Linked DNA regions of Bombyx mori: region 2 is linked to region 1. The links are chromatin contacts, called in public Hi-C maps. All regions are on one chromosome and are shown on one strand. The core of a region is the stretch at or near the end of the contact, and the rest is flanking DNA. Distances in the headings are between cores, read along the strand shown. Region 1 overlaps LOC101746894 (protein daughterless). Region 2 holds the start of LOC101742339 (ATP-dependent zinc metalloprotease YME1L).

Region 1 (6,277 bases), core at 2,266-4,765:
TTTTTCTATTTTCAGTACGGAAGCGATGAATTCGGGCACGACTCGCCCAGCAGGTACGCGTCGCCGAAGGGGGCGGGAGCGGGAGCTTCGTACCAGGAGCCGTACTACGCGGGGGGCGGGGGCGAGTGGGCGGCAGGGTACTACCAGCCCCCACCGCCCTACCACCATGACCCCTATGCCACGTCGCCGGGTAAGACCCTTCTGCTTTTGATGACGATAGAGACGTTACAGCGGCGCTATGGGACCTTTTTTTATTTATTTATTGATGCACAAAACAAATTACAACCATACTTTTTTTTTGCTTAGATGGGTGGACGTGCGCACAGCCCTCCTGGTGTTAAGTGGTTACTGAAGTCCATAGACATCTACAACGTAAATGCGTTACCCACCTTGAGATATAAGTTCTAAGGTCTCAGTATAGTTACGGCGGCTGCTGCCCCACCCTTCAAACCGAAACGCATTACTGCTTCACGGCAGAAATTATAAGTTTAAATATTTAACATAACAATCGGGATTGCAATTCAAAACAGGTGCATACAGCAAAATTATAACTTATGCATAATAATGTAAGAGTAGGTACAAATAAAAAAAACCTGTATTACAATTAAAATTGATGCGGCTTGTGACGTGTGGGTGACGTCGTGGTGTATGTGTGTATGCAGTTAACGGCATCTGCATTATTCGTTTGTAAACATATTTTACAAAGCCAACAAGCAAAGCACACGCTAGATCCCGATCTCATTCGATTCATTAGTGATTTTTGAATCAATTATTAACATTAGACAGTGCTAAACACGTCATTTCGGATCCTCCGGAAACACTAACAGTGCTTTAAGGTACCTCAAGCACCGGTCACCGTCCCCGCCGAACCCGTCGCTTGCGAGAAAGGGCTCGGCGAGTAAATTAACCCTATAGACACAGCACACTGAGTTTCTCGCTGGATCTTCTCAGTGGGTCGCGCTTCCGATCCGGTGGTAGATTCTGCGAAGCACAGCTCTTGCTAGGGTTCGTCTTAGCAACGTCATCAGGCTTGAGCCCCGTGAGCTCATCTACTGTGAATCTAGAATAACCCCTCGGGTTTACTAGAACAGGTAGGAATTTTTTTTTTGTAATAATACCGTTCTGTCAAAACATTTCCAGGTATAGCGGGCGCTGCGGTGGGCGGCGAGGCGACGGGCGGCGGCGCGGAGCTGCCACTGCCGCCCATGTCCTCCTTCAGAGCCGCAGCCCCCCACCACTCCCCCACAGACCCCATGCTCGTCGCCAAACCTCCGCTACAACCAGTTAGTATCGGTTGAGTCTCTATATCGGGCAAGGATTAATAAGACACGTGTTCAGTTAAGTGACTAACGTATATTGAACGTGCTATCGACAGCCCGACAATCCCGAGACGTAGCATCGTTGCTATGGTGACATTTGTGGTCCCTACATATCTACCAACCACTTGGCTAATTTTATTATGGTCCCAGGTCAGCTCGTGGTCAACTTGTTTTTGGTTTCATAATTACAGGAATAAGCGTAATGGTGATATCAACTTGCCTTGCAGACAATAGAGTATCACTCGACTCGAGTACACCCGGACGCCCAACTAATCAGACCACGGTCGCACGGGATGGACGAGGGCGTTACTCACAAACTAATCGATTATCCAGACTTACGGCAACGCAAATAGATTAGTTCTGTTAGATAAACGAGTTGAGTCATTACATTCATAAACTGGTCGTATACATAAAGTCATCGTACTGTCGCATCACGTCCATGAGGCTCCCACGACTCATGAACGTGATTTCATAAAAAGGGTCTTAGAATTATCGCGGTTTTACAATGTTTTAGCGAACCGCTAAAGCGTGTAACTCATGCGTATCAAACTATAGTAGGAAAATGTGGATGTGAAGTATACTTTTGGTGACACGGTATATTGACCGGTTGAGCATTGCGACAATGCCGATGTTTAAGTTCCGCGGACAGATGCCAACTGCTTTGAGCAAATATATACTTTACACAATAAATGAATAAGACAATCAATAAATATATTGTAGACACGCAGTGGTAGGAGGCACTGCCGTCTTGCCTATTAAAAGGACCAGGGATCAGAGCGGATCAGGGACCACAAAGTTGCACAAGTACATCAAGCGGTATTCATAATTAGCATTTCCTCGTTGAAGATGTATGGGGGGGGCGCGAGTACGCCGACGGTGGTGGGCCCCGAGGGCAGCGTGTCGTCCTACTCGTCGCCGTCCACGCCCGTGCACTCCCCGCCCCCGCTGCACGCCCGCCTCTACCCCCTCAAGCACGAACACGTGCCGCACGCCGTGCCAGTCACGCAGGTACCACACCAGAACACGAGACACGTCATCTTCAAACAGTAACCACACGCGGTCGGTCACCTGGCCTCAAACTACGATACATTAAACACCCACTCATTAATTTTTTTAAGGAATTTTATGACCTGGTAACCAAGACCTTTAGGTCAAGTTTTATTTTAATATATTTTTTGATATATGAGCAGGCATGATTTGTAGGCAGCGGCTTGGCTCTGCTCCTGGCATTGCTGAAGTCCATGGGCGACGGTAACCACTCACCATCAGGTGGGCCGTATGCTCGTCTGTCTAAAAGGGCAATAAAAAAAAATAAAAAAAAAACATGGCATGAAATGATATGATTATGTGATGGAATATAATCACAGTAAAAGGATCCCGAGACGTTTCGTCCAGCGACTTTGTTTTCCCACATTTGTGCACTTTCACAGATATTAAACAGTTAATAAACCACGGCTATTACACGTTTAGACCTTAAGAAACACTAAATAGACAAAATAAATCAAATCACACAACTTCACTCTCCGCGTTCCCCTCCACCCATTAAGAAAACAAACCTAACCTAACCTAACCTAACCTACACGAATGTTACTCCCAAGTGGGAATCGAAACCACGACCCCCGGCCACGTGCGCGCGTCTCAAACAAATGTGCAGAACAATGAACTCCTCAAACACTGGTCACACGCCATCCTCACAATTCGCATACGTCAGCAGGCAGGCTGGTCGGGGCCGGGCGTGTCCTCTCCTCCCTCAGGAGCGACCCCCCTCGCGAACGGACACCCGCACGTCGCCGTCTACCCCCCTAATGTAATGGTACGTCTACTTACGATAACTTATTTTGACTGACCTAAAAATCAGATCACGTAAAGTTAGTGTGTACTGTCAGGATTATAAACATGGCAGGGTAAAACTCCATTAACCCCCCTGGAGTAAAACAGACGGTTAGTGAGATGAAAGTCTCATTCGACAAGTTTTTAGTTTATATAAATCGTTGTTTGGCAAAATGTGGGGGTTTGTTCATTACCGAATATGTTTCTGCGGTCTGCAGGAATTCAATAAAAATCTGTAAAGCTTAAATGATTTTTCTCTTTTGTCTTGTCTCGTCGTGACCACTTGACGTCAGATGGGTCCTGATGTAGCTCTTCCATCTATATGATGCAAAAAGGTCCAAAGCTATACTATAACAATGTGGTCACCGCGGACTGCTCACAAGGCCCCGGGTCCTGTGCCCCCATTTGCTGCTCTGTACAGAGAACGTGGGTGAGGGACGAGCAGCCAGTCGGTCCGGGGGGACGGTCCCCCCTCGAACCCCCCATCTTTGTTTAAACGGCACTGATCGAGTACCACATTTTGCCAGACCGTTAGCATGTGACCCCCCCAGCATGATTGGTACTAATGATGTTACACAGCGCTCGAGTTGTAGACATCCTTAAAACTGCTTTTACGACTTCTTAAACTTGCAATTTGATTTTCCTTCTATTTATTTTGTTGATATGAATGTCAAGAAATGCACTACCGTCCAATTTTCTATATAAATATATTTGTGGAAGTCCAGAGAAGGTTTAAAAGGTAGATAAAATAAATATGAGAATTGTCGGAATTAAATAAAAATAACAGTTTTGTTTTTCCATTGATGTGTCCCCCGTCGGGCGGATTCCTTTTGTTTGTTTTAAGTTTATTTTATACAAGTCTGCCGGGTAGGCTAGTTTTCTTTATAAATATAGAAAATTGGACGGTAGTGCAATATTTATGTTTCAATGAACAAACACCTCAGTCGTGTCTTTCAAGCAATATACGCAAGATATTGTAACAGCAGTTTTAATAATATTCTTGTTAATCATTTGGTCTAATCAAGCTTGCCGTAGCGACTTCGCTCGGGCGCTTTGATTATCCTTAGTTCTTGTGATTGGACCAAATGTTTATTAACTTCATAGTTAGGTCGAGGTCCTTGGACAACATGCTCAACGTTGCAAGACGTTGCGGTTGTTTTAGTACAGCAACCCGTGGTCGCGGTCCGGGGCAACGTCGACCTAACTAATAAAAAAGGATTGTAAATATTTTTCTCTTAACGTTTTTGTTTCGATTTTTTTTTTGTTTGTGTTTTATTTGTTTAACGAGCGAACAGTGTGGAGCTTTGTCCTTGTTTAACATTTTCTTAATTTTTTTTTTATTTTTTTTTTATTTACTATTTTGGTAGGCGCTCTTTAGTAGGTTAGTAGTGATTCCTTTTGATTTGTAGTGTGCGTGTTTGCCTGTTTACCCATCGCCTACACTTGTCTTGAACTGTTTCGTTTCGTTTCTGACGCGGTCGAGAAAACTTTAAGGTATATGATATAATACCCCAGTGGCTTTGAGAACTTTTTGAAAACGAGCCGTCGGAATCTGGTTTCATAATTATGAAACTATGCAATGTTTATTAAAATTGTGTGGATTCGTAATTTATGTGTTCTACGTTTCTAAAAAGCAACATTTGATCCAAAAATCATTTAATTTAAATTTACGTAACATAAAAAGCCAACGAAATAACATTAAAGTTCTCTTAAAAAAATATGAACTTAGTCCCCCTTCTCGGTTCGTTCTCCCTACAATGACTCCACTATTGACTAAGCCATCGAACCGGCGCATTGAACCCCCGCTCCCCAACCCCCCGCGTAAGTTTACTTCGAATTTTCTAGTTGTTGTAAGTTGTAGTCCCTCTCCACGCGGAGTCAACTCTTAAACGAATTCTGTAGAGTTAGTTAGTAGAGAGCCGGTCCCTCCCCCCCTCCCGACGAGGTAGCTCCCCGCTGGTCGCCTCACCCCCCCGTGCTGTGGCAGGGCGCGCCCGCAGAACAGCGACAGCTCGACGAAGCCATGGTGTTCTTGCGGGAGCACTCCGACGTCGTTGTGAGTATACTGCGCGCCTTGTAAATAAATACCACCTCGTCGCGTGTAGCTTTGTAAAGTGAAGAACGAACCCACGGAAATTATTCAAATGTAACATTTGAAGCCTATAAAATCAATGGCAGCTAAACGCCATAATGTCGTAGAATGAATTAACAATGGCGCTATCCTGTTTAGTTAGTTGGACACGCTTTAGTGTTTTCATGTTATAACAAATGCAGCTAAATCTCTAACAAATTCAGTTCAAAAAATTTATTTTTACTCTGTACTAAGTACTAATAAACGAAGTTTTATCATTTAAAATTCAGATTATTAGTAATATTCTCATTCTTTAAAATAAAGAATATCGTAGCTATCCGAACAAAGTTATTTCAGCTTCTCAAGACGGGGGTGTTGCTAACACTGGCCCTAGCAAGAGCAGTACTTCGATGGATCGGGAGGATCCGTAATGACGTGCTTAGGGCCGATTTTTGTAGTTTACCTGAATATTTGACAGACTTGGATTTAGCTGCCTTTGATTTTATAGGCCTCATCTGCTTACTGTTTATAATAGAGTATGTAGTTGTAATCTTATATGGCTTTGAGGAACAAAGTAATGTTTGAAATATATTGTTATTAGATAAACTTTAAAAAGCTACATTATAATAGTTTAAAGTAACTGAAATCTCATTTACAAAGCTTTTTACATTAAAACTTTTAATTAATATGGTCGGATTTCACGCCGAAAAAGGGACAGTTAATACACATACCACCAAAAACTTGAACCGCTCCTCCTCGCTTTCGCCTCGGTGGTATGGGTCAGCGCGCGGTGGCTGACCAATAGCTCGCCCTGTAATATCGAGTCGTCCTCAATATCTTAACTAATTAGTTTTGTATCTGATCGATTTCAGTAACTTCAAAAGTAGACAGACAGTTAACTACGTTCCCGTATGTGAAGTTTGAGTATTGAGAGTGTCGCATGGTTTTCAGCTTCTTTTTTCTAGACTAAGATACTGTTATATTAATGATCAGATACTATCAAGTACACACTATATATACTTGATAGTATGTATTCATATTGATTGATACATACCTG
Region 2 (6,277 bases), core at 2,504-5,003, 110 kb before region 1:
AAAAAAAACAATTTAACTGTTTTTTAATTTTTAAATAAACTACTATTAATTAAATAATGTCTGATGAACTCATCTTTGTTTAATACTTCACTATTAAATTTTATTCCCTTTTGTTTATTTCACTTTTACACTAAACACAATATTGCAAATTACCCGAGCACAACAATGGCGGAGAATTTTAGGTGCGTGCGAGCAGACGTAGACATTAACGCGCATGCGCACTTGTCAGTACCCAGGGAGAAAATGTTACACTTTCTTCCCTGTACAGCGGAAGGAAAACCGAACTTTCAACGTCGGTAGGAGAAAAAATTTAATGTTTCCGAAGCGAAGCGAGGGCGGGTCGCTAGTAATGAATAATTGAAATCGTACCCGCTAAATAGCCTTCAGCGAACGCAATCTTGATCTTGTCCTTCTGCTGGTGAGTGAGATGGTTCGCGTCATCGTTAAGTAGTTTGTCCAATCGAGGTGCAACTTCAGGGTTGAGCGGAGGGTGCTTCTCTGTTGAACTCGTTGCAGCCAACCCTAAAGACAGCCATTGGTTTCAACTTTTACATGTCGTCTAAACATTTGTATTACAGTAAGACCTTGCTTAGTGCTGTTTTAATTGAATTGTGGGATTCCCCGAAATTGCACGCAGCGTTTTTTTTTTATTGCTTAAATGGGTTGTGAGCTCGTCCATCCACCTAAGCAATAAAAATAAAACCTGGCTAATTGTCTAGCCATGTTCCCCCTAACCCCATTATTTACATGTTTTATTTACATGATGAGATAACCTCGTTTAGCACTGATTCATATTATGTTCTACTTTGATAGAACATATTACCGCGTTTAGCAGGGTCTTACTGTCATTTTATGAGCGAAATTTTAAGCAACAACAGATGATGTTTCGCTAACAACATGAACGCAATGAAAGCTGATTAACCAATGTTACTATGGACGACAGTGAAAAAGAAGATATCAGGTGATAAAAGATAGTTCAAAATAATATTTAAATGATATGTTAGGCTGAGCCGACAAGGCGGTGCGTTGCATTACTTCAAGAATATTTCATGTCATAACGAATGGTACACCACTCCTAAAACTACACTTTTTAGAAGCATTCATGGTTATCAGAAATTTAGAGTGATCTGTAACAAGTAGACCAAAACATTATGCATAGTATTAAATAAGGGTCATCCACTGGAATGTGACATTGTGCGGCAAGGGGCAGGGGTCAAAAGGTTTATGACGTCACATGTTAAGATATAAATTACTAAAACGCGAAATTTGTATTTAAATAATTAAACTTTAAAAATACTTTATAACTATCGCTATGAAATTATCTCTCACGCTACAACATTCAACTTCAAGAGCAGTGTTTTAATGTAAGTGACACACTAAAACTAAAATCCACGAGAGTTCTGAATGATAAGGGTTTAAATAGGCTTAAGTCGGCGGCAAGTGCTCTTAAAGAGTGTCTTATTGCGGATTATAAAAAAAAAAAAAACAAAAGGTGATTATTTTTAAATACATTCACCAAAATTAAATTATGTGCCATGTAACATCAGGAAGAGGGGGGGAGGTAAAAATGTGAAAATCTGTGATTAAGATGGGAGGGTAGGTTAAAATTTATGTGACGTAATTTATGGATGCCCCTTGGCCCCCTTGTTGACACACTTCTCACTGCAGCCGCGAGTACATTTCACAATAGAATTCACTATTTGTGAATGAACAAGCCAAGAATCATTAATACACAAGCATTTTCAGTTAGCATATCACAAAGGAACTTGAAATATTCTTTTACTTATATTCTTAACAGGAATTTTGTAGCAGCTCAAGTTTAACAAACTATTCTTTGATTAGATCAAGAAACTGGCATTAGCATAGTCATAGATTGTAGATAAAGACTGCAAATGCAGATTTAGTGGCGGTTGGAAAAAAAATTCATAACCATCCCAGAGATGCAGCTAATGCAAGCACCAGTATAACTAATATGAATTTGAGCGTAGTCATGTATATCATATAAAGAAGCTTTTATATAGATCTGTACATCATCTGCATACAAGCAGTGGGAAATAGTGAGTTGTAGAGAAATATAATTTACAAAAATTGAAAACAGTTAAGGATATAAACTGTACCCTATGATAACCAACAAAATTTTATGCTAATTTAGATGCAATTTAGAGCCACCAACTTACACAACTTGAAATTGGTCTCCAGAATTCAGTCTTCTCTCATAAGGACTTACTTCAGTTCAGTAAGTTATACTCAATCAAAGCAAAGTTAATGCAAAACCAGCAATGTAACACACAATACTGACCCAATAACTTACGTAGTCTATTAACCAGGTTCGGATTTCTTTTCAGATCTGCACTGATGCTTCGATCCGTCTTAAATCCTCTTACTTGAATGTTGTACTTGAATGTACTTTTTGTGTTTTGACATAATAGGCGAATAAAGTTATCGGAGAGGTTAAATCTGAAAATAAATTTCATGTAATATAAGCAGCTCTCATGTTCATGTATGCTCAGAGTTCGAGTTATCTCATACACTCATTAAATAGTGACTCCCTACCGGACCTCTCATTGGTCATTCGGTTAACAGAAAATAAGTACCACAATTAAACTTTTTAGTGTCCCATATGATCTTTACAAGTAGTTAAGCTTGCGTGGACAAAAAATTACTAATATCAAAGTCAGAACAGTCCATGGTAACTTAAATCATTAAAATTCATAAAGCAGAATATGTTTCTATTGGATGAAATAGAATGTTGATGAACATTCCTATCTCTCAAATTACTGTTCTTCTGATTAATCGTATTACAATAATTTGCTAAAAGTTTTACACTAATACTTAATTTGCCATTTGTAAAGCTATAATACTTTACAAAAATGATATTTGTTTACAAAATATGTGAATATGTATTTTCATCCATTTATGCAACAAAAGCATCACAACATGAATGGCACATCTATCCCGTGCAAGTGGATTATCTTGTTCAACGGTAATAATTGTTTAATCAATACAGATGTTACATCATAGTCTCAGAACATTTGCAATAAATTATTGTTATAAAGAAAATGATTAGATATTAATTTTATTTTATTATGACTTTGTAATGAATAACTAGCAGCCACATACCGTGTGTTTTTCCCTCGTAACTCCACTGTAACACTAGGAGTATCACTCCAACCATTCCTGTTTTTCTCAAAAGATTCACTTGAAGTGTAAGACACTTTTCTACAAGATGTAACACCGCCAAAATCGTTGAGCGACCTTCTAGACGACGCGGCGATCGTGGCCAACGATCGGAGGTCGACACTTCGCATCTCCGCTAGTACATTCTTATCGAAATTCTTCAAACACTCTTCTAAGCTCTCGCGGCAAACTTGAGTCTCGCATGCAGCACTGGCGCTTTCTTTCCCCTTCACATGTTTGTCTTTTAAGCTATTTTGCTTTCTGTGTTTGAAAAGGTTGCCGTATCGACACGATAATTGACTAAAACTGATTAATATCTGCAATGACGAAAGGTTATGATGAATGTCAATATACGTATTTGAAAGATTTGTATTTAATTTTAGAAATATTGCTAATAGATAATTTTTCACTAAATATTACCTGATTTTGGGTGTTTATAGAATTCAATGAGAACATGTTACATGAAGCTAGATTGTATGTTTTTGTAGTTTTTTTGAAGTGCACTCGAAAATTTTGTCAATTTCTTGGGAGGTAGGTACGTCAAAATTTTCGTGGTGCAAAAGAATGGTTTTTTTAGGGGGTTTTATAACCTGGTAACTAAGACCTTTCGGTCAAGTCTTGTTTTAATTTTAATGAAAACTGCACTATCACTTCATTTTAATATTAAATTATTTCTATACTGTTTTTAATATATTTATATATGAGTTTGTAAGTGTTTGTTTTTTAATAACTCTGCAAGTGGCGACGGCCGGAATGAAAAATCGGACTTAATTTTCACATCAGGTCTATGTTCACATCACTAAGTTCACTGGCCAATCAATATTAATCTGTCAAGGTACCGGTAGAATGGGGCGATTAGGGATTGACAGGCGAATCGGGAAAAAACCGGGAAAATCTTTCGACGCTCAATATAAGTTATAAATTCGTTGCAAAATCTTCCATTTTTTGTAGTTTAATAGTAGAATGTTGAAAGTTCACAAAACAACTCTGAATATGCATGATAATAGCTGCAAACTTATAAAAAATCGCGTTTCAAATTAACTTCCTGTGGTGGTAATTATTTTAGTGCTAGAAACTTTGCTCTCTTTTATTTATTTGATAATAATAGAAGACGACTATGATTTATAAACGTTATTTAGTGTTTGAACCAGCATATATATTAAAGGTAAGTCTCAATTGTTTTTGGTTTTAATGTATTTGATTAAATAAAAATACATGTAAAAATCTGTTGTTTTTGGGGATATTGGGGACGTCTTAGGTACAAATAACAACGAAAAAGGGGTCAATTGGGATGAGAATACGTGAAATGGAAACGACCTAAGTATAAATAGGTACAGGTTTGTAGGGTTGTCTATGTAGTTATAACAATATTTTTTAAATTTGTTGGTAAAAATCTGGTTTATTCGAAGCGAAATTGAGAATAAGTCTTTAGTTGAAATAGATAAGCAATTTAATATAAGTAAGTCGATTTTGCAGAGACATGTAACAAGATCAATGAAATCTCAAGGTGGACAAATATGTCTAAGTAATACATAATAAAATATTTAATATTTGTTCAGAGTGGGGGTATTCATTGATTAATCCATGGAATAACCGTCACACCTAATCTCTTAACCCAGATAGAAATATCAGCACTGTCGATTGCACCTATAATTGAGGTGATGTCTGCCATGTACTTTTGTCAGTTTTTCAATGTTTTTTATTGATGATCACTTTGTTGGTGCAACTAAATAAATAAATAAATTAAAACTATATATAAAAATAAAAGTAGTGCCAACCCCAGCAAATTTCTCATTTCGTCCCAATTAACCGCAATTTTCGGGTAAATAGGGATTACACCTATTTTTGCATTTTTTGCTTAAACTGGAATGCTAGTTGCATAATTTTAAATTAGACAACAAAGATGCCCCCAAGACTCAATCATTTTGATCCTGATATAGCATTATATACATCAACAACTACCTTAAAATTGCTCATAAAGTTGGAATTTGTCCCTAATCGCCCCATTTTACGGTACTTATTAACTCCATGGTCAAGCTAGAAGTTTTGACAATCAAAAATAAGATGCTCTATGGTGTCTCCTTTGGATCCACCATGGAGTTAATAAGTACCTTAACTCTATGGGATCCACAATGTGTAGGTACCTACATAGATTTTTGGTAATAGTGCCAAGTCTAGCAAGGTGCGACGCGGCGACGGTGCAGTATTATGGCCAAAGCGCAATTTATTTATCGTGATGCTAAAGTCTCGGCTGGCTTCTGCAAAAGAATGGATTTTGCTAATCCATTCTTAGGATTCTTAGGCTTAGTGATATTTCAACCTTGAAATTTATAAATAATCGACTAGTTGGACTGTGATTCAAATACAACAGTGGCAATAACATAACAGTAATTTATACCGTTTTTTTTGGTGGCAGCGCGAGGGGTACAATTTAAAAAAAAAATGTTATTTTAGTATTTCTTTAGATTTTATTGTGTAATAGCGTTGGTGTAATATCATATAGTAGTACTATAAAGTAAATAACAACCATCATACGGAAACTTAATTCCATCTCATCTCATCCAAATTAATTAGTCTCAAATTAATCAACTCTACATAACAGAATAGGCATGTATTTACTAAATGAAGCTTTTTATAAACTCGGTACTAGCAATAATGGCATCGCAAGAAGTCAACATACCTACATAACAAGAGAAAAGTGTCTGACCTTCTTTCCACTCCTAAAGACCATTTACTGAGGTCTTGGGAAAGTATTTGGAATAGCTGTAGCTGCCAAAAGGCCGTTATTATATATTTTACAGCAACAAATTCTTCTAATCTCTCTAGATTATTTTACTGAATTGTAAGATCACGCTTCAGCACATCAAAAACTGCAAAGGCGTGAGAGCTATGTCAAATAATAAAAAAAAGAGAAGAGAAGAGAAAAAAGAGAAGAGAAGAGAGAAGAGAAAGAAAAATGCGATGATAATCAGGAGGCCTCGTTACGAATATCTAAGCGATCCTTACTAAGAGATTTTGATTTTTAGTAATTGTCTCATTGTGGTATACATATTTGTAGATGTCGAATCGATTAGTGGAGTAAATATGTTTGAGAGGATGC

The links. A called contact is a pair of places that touch in the nucleus more often than the background predicts.
Region 2: a contact with region 1 is called in a Hi-C map of whole pupa, with 5 times the contacts expected there. The contact joins the promoter of LOC101742339 here to the enhancer-like site in region 1. A contact is called at or near these places in 2 of 7 Hi-C or Micro-C datasets (midgut and whole pupa).

The regions. Positions count from the first base shown.
Region 1 is chr2:273,444-279,720 of ASM3026992v2, reverse strand. It overlaps LOC101746894 (protein daughterless), which reads left to right. Exons shown (of 14, transcript XM_062672427.1): 4 at 16-190; 5 at 1,141-1,283; 6 at 2,166-2,327; 7 at 3,031-3,132; 8 at 5,137-5,205. Among protein-coding and RNA genes, the nearest start is that of LOC101742491, 29 kb to the right of the region's middle. Within about 2 kb of position 3,515, at least 3 of the 8 cell types and tissues checked have open chromatin away from gene starts, as enhancers often do.
Region 2 is chr2:386,787-393,063 of ASM3026992v2, reverse strand. LOC101742339 (ATP-dependent zinc metalloprotease YME1L) reads right to left here and starts at 3,753. Exons shown (of 14, transcript XM_021347216.3): 1 at 3,598-3,753; 2 at 3,121-3,494; 3 at 2,312-2,457; 4 at 370-522. The coding sequence starts at 3,633.